Linked DNA regions of Mus musculus: region 1 is linked to region 2. Evidence: chromatin contacts called from public Hi-C data. All regions are on one chromosome and are shown on one strand. Each heading gives the region's core, a stretch centred on a gene start, on an enhancer-like site or on the middle of the called end of the contact. The rest is flanking DNA. Distances are from core to core; before and after follow the strand shown. Region 1 has its middle 57 kb from the start of Sv2b. Region 2 overlaps Sv2b (synaptic vesicle glycoprotein 2 b).

Region 1 (4,032 bases), core at 599-3,098, 160 kb before region 2:
AGCGTTAATTTCTCTTCTCAAATAAATAATCAAAACATTGCCAGTCCTACAGAGAACTATCTCTGTGTTCCTGTTTTGAGAGATAAGAATTCAATTTTGGCTTCAGAAGAAGCACCAGAGATGTGGGGCAAAGTCCTCTCAGTCGACCAGTAGATCTATAGAGAGGAGCAGAGCCGCCAGGCCAGCTCCAGCCTAGGCCAGCTGAAGTCTGCAGAGGTGAGTGATCGTGAGTAACTGCTGTATCGGGCCACCGAGTTTCAGGGTATTTTGTTTGTGTGTAGTTAACCATTACACACTCATGTCTACTTCTCTGCACCCCCTTTTTTCTCTGTGGCTGCTTTAACTTATCTTCTCATTAGCTTTGGGGAACTCACTCCTCTCCTCATGAAGAAGATGTTTGCTCTCACTTTCCTTTCCCACTCCTGACATCATTAGTGGCACGGTAGCATTTACGCAGCAAGGCCTAATTTCACTAAGATTTTCCTTGTAACAAGACCTGTGGACACTGGCTTCATTCTGAGTTTATAATGTTCTTATGGGGAAAACCGAGAAAGCACTCTTTGAGGGCACATCCAGTTTCTTCCCACGAACTACTTAGTGTATGTCTAAACAATCTCAGATCAATACATCCCTGTCCCTCCAAAACACCGAAGTGTAAAAAGTAAGAGAAGGTGTCAATATTTGTAGATTTCTTTATATTGAGCTACATGGTAGTACTAATTCATTTTTTTATATATTGAAATTGTTATGTATATAATACTAAGTATATCTATTTTTGAGACAAGATTTCATACAACCCAAGTGGTCTTTGAACTGATATGTAGTAGGGGTGGCCTTGAATTCTTGATCTTCCTACCTCCTAACCCCCAAGTGCTAGGATTACAGGAATGCCCCATTGCATCTGACTCTCTGCCAGCTCTACCCTTACAATCATCTGCTCTAGCCACAGACAGATGGGCCACTTCATCTAACGACTGGGTTTTATAAAGTTGTATCTTGATTTGCAAAGACAAATTAAGTCAAGTTTGCCATTGTACTCAGGAAATTAGAAAAGCATTTAATAGTAAGAATAATGGTATTTATTGATATACTTTGGTCTTTTTAGCAGACCTGCTGAGAAATTAGTGGAGGAAATGAACAGGCATTTGAAGCATTTATTATTATTATTATTATTATTATTATTGAAGCATATTCTCTATGTAACTCTGGCTATCCTCGAACTCACTATGTAGCCTGGCCTGCTCATAAACTCACAATGATTGCCTGCCTCTGCCTCCCAAGTCCTGGGATAAAGGCATGCACCACCATGCCCAGATTCGAGTAGGAATTTTGTGATATTTAGGCTGCAGTTGCTAGAAACTAGAGTTTCCACTTACTAGGTTCTCAGCCTTGACTGTGGAATTTCTTAGCTCTCTCTACTGTTCTATGCCTACTTGGAACAGAGAATGTCACGGGCCAGTGTTTCTTTGAGCACGTTGCTGAACTTTTGATCTTCAGCTTGGTCCCATAATGAAGGTAAATACACACCATATAGTCTTTGTTGCTAGGAGTAAATGAAATCAGAGATGTAGAGCCCATCACGCCACTATATTGTGGAGGGTACAAAAGGCTGTCTTGTTTATTCCGTAGCTTGAGATACACATTCAATATTTAACTTAACTCATTCCATGATCTGATACCCTTGGTAGTGAGAACCATCCCTTCTCACTTTTGCTGTCCCCCTTTCTGTGACAACTCCATGGCTCTTTCCCCTGAAAGATACTCTGTGATTCACAGAGGTTCCCAACTGCCATCAGGGCAAACTAAAGGCTTGATGCTTTTGAGTTTGGGTTGTCAGTGATGATCCTAACACACGGTGGCGCTGCTGAACCAGGCACTGCTGTCACTGGAGGCCATATCGCTCTAATGCTAGGCGATCACAGTGAACCCGAGAATACCTTTGTGTAATTTAGGGTGATGAAGCAGTTGCTACATTCCATTTCAGTCTCCTGGACGGGTCATTCTGCTTAAGTCTGCTTTTGTGTGCGATGGAAACGAAACTGCAAGATAACTCTGTGTGCAGGAGAGATGTTCCCCCTTGATCCCTGTACTAACTAGCTAGATTTATACCAGCATGGCACAAGCTAGAGTCATCAGACAGGAGGGAGCATCACTTGAGAAAATGCCTCCCTAGAATCAGGCTTTAGGCAAGCCTGAAGGGCTTTTCCTTTTCCCTTTTCTTTTCAAGACTTAATACAAATGTTTTATTTAACAATTGCAGGTCATTCCAAGTAGGCTAAGTAGTGGATATCCAGGACCCAGCAGCAAGGTCAACACAACTTGCGAGCTTCTCTTTCTGACTCCAATAGGGTGAGCACATCACCCTCTTGAACAGGGCCTTTGACATTTCGGATGATAGAGCGGCTGGTGTCATCCATGAATTCCACTCTCACCTGCATGTACTGTCCCTGCAAACCAATCCTGCCCAGTACTTTGGTTACCCTAGCCAGCTTGATGGGCTGCACATGACTCATGTCCATGATGGCAGAGATATGGCAGAGAGTGGGCATTTTCTTAATTAGTGATTGATGGGGGATAGCCCAGCTCATTATGGTTGGTGGTATCCCTGGCCTGGTGGTCCTGAGTTCTGTCATAAAGCAGGATGAGCGAGACTAGGGAAGCAAGCCAGTAAGCAGCACCTCTCCATGGCCTCTGCATTAGTTCCTGCCTCTAGGGTCCAGCCCTGTTTGAATTCTTGTCCTGACTTCCTTTGATGGTAAACTGTGATATGAAAGTGTAAGTCAAATAAGCCCTTTCCTCCCCAAGTTGCTTTGGTCATGTTTCTAAATCGTGGAAGGCACTACTGCTATTTAAGTCTAACTACAACTTGCCCACAGCTGAGGTTTAGTTCTGGCCTCTTGTGCAATTACTCTGAGCTTCCCGTTCTCATTCAGAGCTCTGTGATAGGGGAGGGGAGAGTGACTAGTGACAACCATGCTCAAGTAATTGACATTCTTCTTTCTGGCTATTGATTTGCTGGTTCTTGCCACAGAGGCTATTATGGAAGAGCCAGCACTGACAAAGGCTTGGAAGCGCTCTTCTGGGTGGCTGGTCTGCATATATGAGTGCTTTGGAGCCTGGAGCTTTCTTTTTGTACTCCTGTGATGGCATCGAGTTCAGAAGCAGTAAGCGCTGGAGGACTGTTGGAGAATCATCAATTGTGTCCTATTACCTGTTTCTCAAGCCAGAACGGTCTTCAAAGGTTAGTTAAGAACAACTGCAGACAAGCATGGTGGTACACACTTGTAATTCCAATAGTCAGGGATTTGAGGCAAAAGGAACTTGAGTTTAAAAATAACCTAGACAATATAACAAGACCTTTTTTCAAAAAACCAAGGGTGTGCGCACTTGAACGCACATGCACCCCCTCGCCCCCCACCAATGGGTAGGAAGGACACAAAGAGGTACTTGAGATAAATAGCTTAATCGGGAAAACAAACTGCCAAGCTAGATGTTTAACTGTATACCACACGACTCTGTTTCAGCTACTTTTTGCTTAGGCTTCTCTCTTGTCTGAGTTGAGTTAGATGCTTCGTAAATGTCACACGTGAGATAGCAGTCCCATAGGATTATATTAGCACTGGAAAGTTTTAGCGCTTAGTGCGATAGTCGTGTTTGTGATGCTGCTGGTGTAAAAGCCCTACTGTGCTGCCAGTCATTAAAAAAAACATAGCACACACAGTTATACACACCACATAACACTTGATTATGATAATAAGTAAATGACAGTGCTGTTGGTTCATCCTTTACTGTGCTATGCTTGTTTTTCTTTGTGTGTGTGTGTGTGTGCATAATGAATGCATGTGTGTTTGTGTGTCCGTGGACATATGTGTACAAGGATGTCGGCTTGTGGAGGCCAGAGGGCAATGCCAAGCTTCTTCCTCTATTACTCTACATTTTTTGAGACAAAGTCTCTCACTAATTATAGAGGCCACTGATTGTGCAGACTGCCTGGTCAGTGCTCTCTGAGGCTTTGCCCACCTTACCCTTTCC
Region 2 (3,861 bases), core at 1,172-3,671:
TCAAACTTCCTAATGCTGTGATCTGACAGTACAGTTCTTCATGTAGTGACTCCAAACCATTATGTTTACTGTTACTTTATAACTGTAATTTTGCTACTGTTATGGATCAGAATGTCTATATCTGTGTTTTCTGATGGCTTGAGGACACCTCTGTGAAAGGGTCATTTGACAACAAAGGGTCATGATCCACAGATTGAAAACCACTTTTCTAGAAGGTAGCTTGGGCAGAGAATCTACCTCGTGGGTGTTGGACTCAAGAGAGCGAACCTGTGATTCGATCTGGGTTATAAGACAGTGCTTTGCACCTAGACAATATTGGTCCCTGGCTTTCCAGAATGGAAGTAGGAACAATGATATTGCCTGAAATAATATTGACCTGTAGGCTGGATACTTGCTATATAATCTTATACATTAAGTAATATTGTCTCATGAAACATGACTCTCATGTATGACAGACTCTTTCCAAGCCTCAGGTCTCCCATAAAAATCTGGGAGATATGGCTCTGAGTCTCATATTTGACTCCTGTTCTTACCCATTTGAGCCAAGTACAAGGTCATAGAGGCCTTTGAGCCACAGTGCTGATCTCAAAAGCAAGCTGGGCTCTAGAGAAAGCTATTTCTGCATTCTATACTTCTAAATGTAAAGTGATACAATTACTTCATATTGAAGCTGGAAAAGCATACATTTTCACAAGAGAAATTGACCCATGGGATAGTTCTACTGTTGGCAAAAGCTTGATAAGTTCAAAGGAAACCCGTAACACAAAATAGCCTTGTACTGAAAAATTCCTTGACCACTTCCTTTTGAATTCCTGTATAAGATCTGATCTTTGACCTTCACCGGGTTCTTCAAAGCTCAAAGAGCTTCTCTACCCATGGTTGCATTCACTACCCTTACAATTCCTTCCTCACTTAGCTTATGTGAGTTCAAATGTCTAACCAAAATATGCTTCACCTTACACATGAAATATGAGTATTAGTAAATATCTTCATTTAATTCAAAGATCATGTCAGAATCTCAGACTTTTCTAACTAGTCTATCTATTCAGACTGTTCTAACTATTTTTTCTGTCTCTATTCCTAGGCTATAACCTTCAGGAGAAGGACAAACATCACAGCCAGTGAGCTGCCAAGCACTGCTCCGACCTTGTCAAAGAGAGCAGCTGGACCCATTTTTAGTTACTCCCAGCACAAGCCTCTGGGTCATATAAGGAGAACAGACCAGAATTTGATACTTTCCGAAGACGTTTAACACACACCAGCACAAAAGGCTACTTAGGTTGTCTTTGTATGAATTTGGTTGATTTGAGAAACAAATTGAAAAGGTGATTTTATTGAAAAAGTCTCATGAGCATGCTCACCATTTCAATGATATAATAGATGATGGTTATTGGAACAGCCCAAATATTTACCACAGAGCAAGAGATATAGCTTGAGCGGCTACCAGACAATCCCAGAACCAAGGAATGGATGACTACAGGTATCGGGACAACTATGAGGGCTATGCCCCTAGTGATGGCTACTACCGTAGCAATGAGCAGAATCAGGAAGAAGATGCACAGAGCGATGTTACAGAAGGCCATGACGAGGAAGATGAGATCTATGAAGGCGAGTACCAAGGCATCCCTCATCCAGATGATGTCAAGTCTAAGCAGACCAAGATGGCGCCCTCCAGAGCAGATGGTCTTGGGGGCCAGGCAGACTTGATGGCTGAGAGGATGGAAGATGAGGAGGAGCTGGCTCACCAATATGAGACCATCATTGATGAGTGTGGCCATGGGCGCTTCCAGTGGACCCTCTTCTTCGTCTTGGGTTTGGCCTTGATGGCTGATGGAGTGGAAATATTTGTAGTGAGCTTTGCTCTGCCAAGTGCAGAGAAAGACATGTGTCTGTCCAGTTCCAAGAAAGGAATGCTTGGTAAGTAGGAACTTCCAAAGGTTATTTTCCTTGTGACATCAAGTATATGAAAGTCAAGGAGAATATAAATGTATATATTTACATATGTATATATTTACACATACACATATAAGCACACACACACACACACACACACACACACACACACACGTATAGCTTGTCACTGTTGGATATCCTGCAAAGTTATAAGTTTTATAGTCATTTTGCCATTAAGATGTTATATTATGGACACTAATTAATTTATTAACTCAAACTTTCATAGCTAGTATCATAGCTTGTTTTTTTTCCAAGTCTTTTTGATTCGTAGCTTTCTTTGATTCCCAAATCTTGTTTTCTCGAATGACAGACTATTAAACCATCTTCCATATCCAAGTAACAATACATTTTGGAAGGGGTAAGCCAGAGGTCTGGTCCATCATGTTTTCTTTATGTGTCTTCCAAGAATCCAATAGCATCTGCTCCCAGCTCCTCTTGTACTGAGAGTTAGTGGCTGAGTGCCCATGTGGCTTGGATGACTGATGGGCTTCAGCATACCCACATGCAGAGTCCCCGTAGGCAGTTAAGTACCATGGTGTGAAGCACAGATGTATTCTGAAGGATAGAGGACCAGCTTGCAAGTCAGTTAGCAGACCAGGACTGTCAGATCCAAGCCTCAGGCATCAGGGCTCGAGGCAGAAAGGATTTTGTGAAGTTATAGAGAGGATGAGCACAAATGGTGTGGAATAGAAGAAATTTATCATAATAGAGCCATGGGTTTGTCTTGATCACCAAATGGTCTGAAAAACATATGTACCCTCTACATTTAGTGTCCAAATAGAGCCCAAGATATATGAAGCTATTGAGTACTTACCATGAACCAGTTTATCATTCAAGATAAAGAATAAGTATGGTCCCCAGGAGTTCAAAAGCTGCCCAGCACCAAATTCATTGATTCAACAAGTAGGTACATACATATTTCTGGTCTATAATATGCTGGTATCTGTGAAACAGTCTTGGATTAAAAATAGGTTTTGTGTCTTTAAAAATATATATCACAAGACAAGAAAGTCTTTATAAACACAGATTTAATAACTTCAGGGATAAACATTGGAATGTGTCTTGTGTGGTTCTAGACCTTGACTTTGGCAAAGGAGTTAACAAGCATTTATGAAAAGACTGAGATAGCAAACATTTTTGAAGCCCAGATGGCCCCTGTCACAGGTATTCAAATCCCATTCTGTAATCCAAATGATATGAAGACAGTATATAAACCAGTAGACATGATTGTGCTTCAGTAAAACTGAGACTGAGCTTGGGTGGAAGCAGGAGGACTGTGAACTTGAACACAGCTTGTGGTATTTAGTGAGACTATCACAAAATCAGGAAAAAAAGTAAGAAATGCATATATAAAGCAATATGAAGAATTGTCACCAGATGAACAAAACAACAGCAACCAAACCTCCCAAACTAGCTGAACAAAAACCTTTATCTCTGGGTCATTAAGCCTTGTCTTATACATTTATGCTTAATCTATAATGCCATTTGAATGATTAGGGCTCCATCAGGCATGACCGAGGAAATCAAAGGAGACTAAGTATATAAAAACAGATGCTTTGAGAAGCTGGAGTGTTATTCAGCTTTTAAAAGCCAATAGAATTTTTAGTTACACATGAGTGTCCCTGCATATGCATATACATACTACCCGACTTTAAATGTTAAATAGTAGGTTTTAAATCATTTATTTATTTTTACTTTTATGTGCATCGGTGTTATACTTGCATGTATATCTGTGTGAGTATCAGGTCTCCTGGAACTGGAGCTACAAACAGTTGTGAGCTGCCACTGGGAATTAAACCTGGTTCCTCTGGAAGAGCAGCCAGTGCTTTTAACTGCTAAACCATCTCCTCAGCTCCTGTGGTAGGTTTTTGATTAGGCAAGGGAAAAGAACAAAATTTCTAACTGAAA

Evidence for each region. A called contact is a pair of places that touch in the nucleus more often than the background predicts.
Region 1: a Hi-C map of cerebellum shows a contact between it and region 2, with 2.7 times the contacts expected there. The contact joins two enhancer-like sites. A contact is called at or near these places in 1 of 15 datasets of contacts at CTCF or cohesin (pro-B cells), 10 of 484 Hi-C or Micro-C datasets (the AML12 cell line, the STO cell line, cerebellum and 5 more) and 2 of 115 datasets of contacts at active chromatin or transcription factors (CD8 T cells and acute myeloid leukemia).

Annotation. Positions count from the first base shown.
Region 1 is chr7:75,364,542-75,368,573 of GRCm38.p6, reverse strand. It overlaps the pseudogene Gm10161. Among named protein-coding and RNA genes, the nearest start is that of Sv2b, 57 kb to the right of the region's middle. Within about 2 kb of position 1,848, at least 27 of the 459 cell types and tissues checked have an H3K27ac peak or open chromatin away from gene starts, as enhancers often do. A contact at or near this core is called in cerebellum, where this site is marked.
Region 2 is chr7:75,204,146-75,208,006 of GRCm38.p6, reverse strand. It overlaps Sv2b (synaptic vesicle glycoprotein 2 b), which reads left to right. Exons shown (of 13, transcript NM_153579.4): 2 at 1,085-1,917. The coding sequence starts at 1,467. Among named protein-coding and RNA genes, the nearest start is that of 1500012K07Rik, 100 kb to the left of the region's middle. Within about 2 kb of position 2,421, at least 2 of the 459 cell types and tissues checked have an H3K27ac peak or open chromatin away from gene starts, as enhancers often do. A contact at or near this core is called in cerebellum, where this site is marked.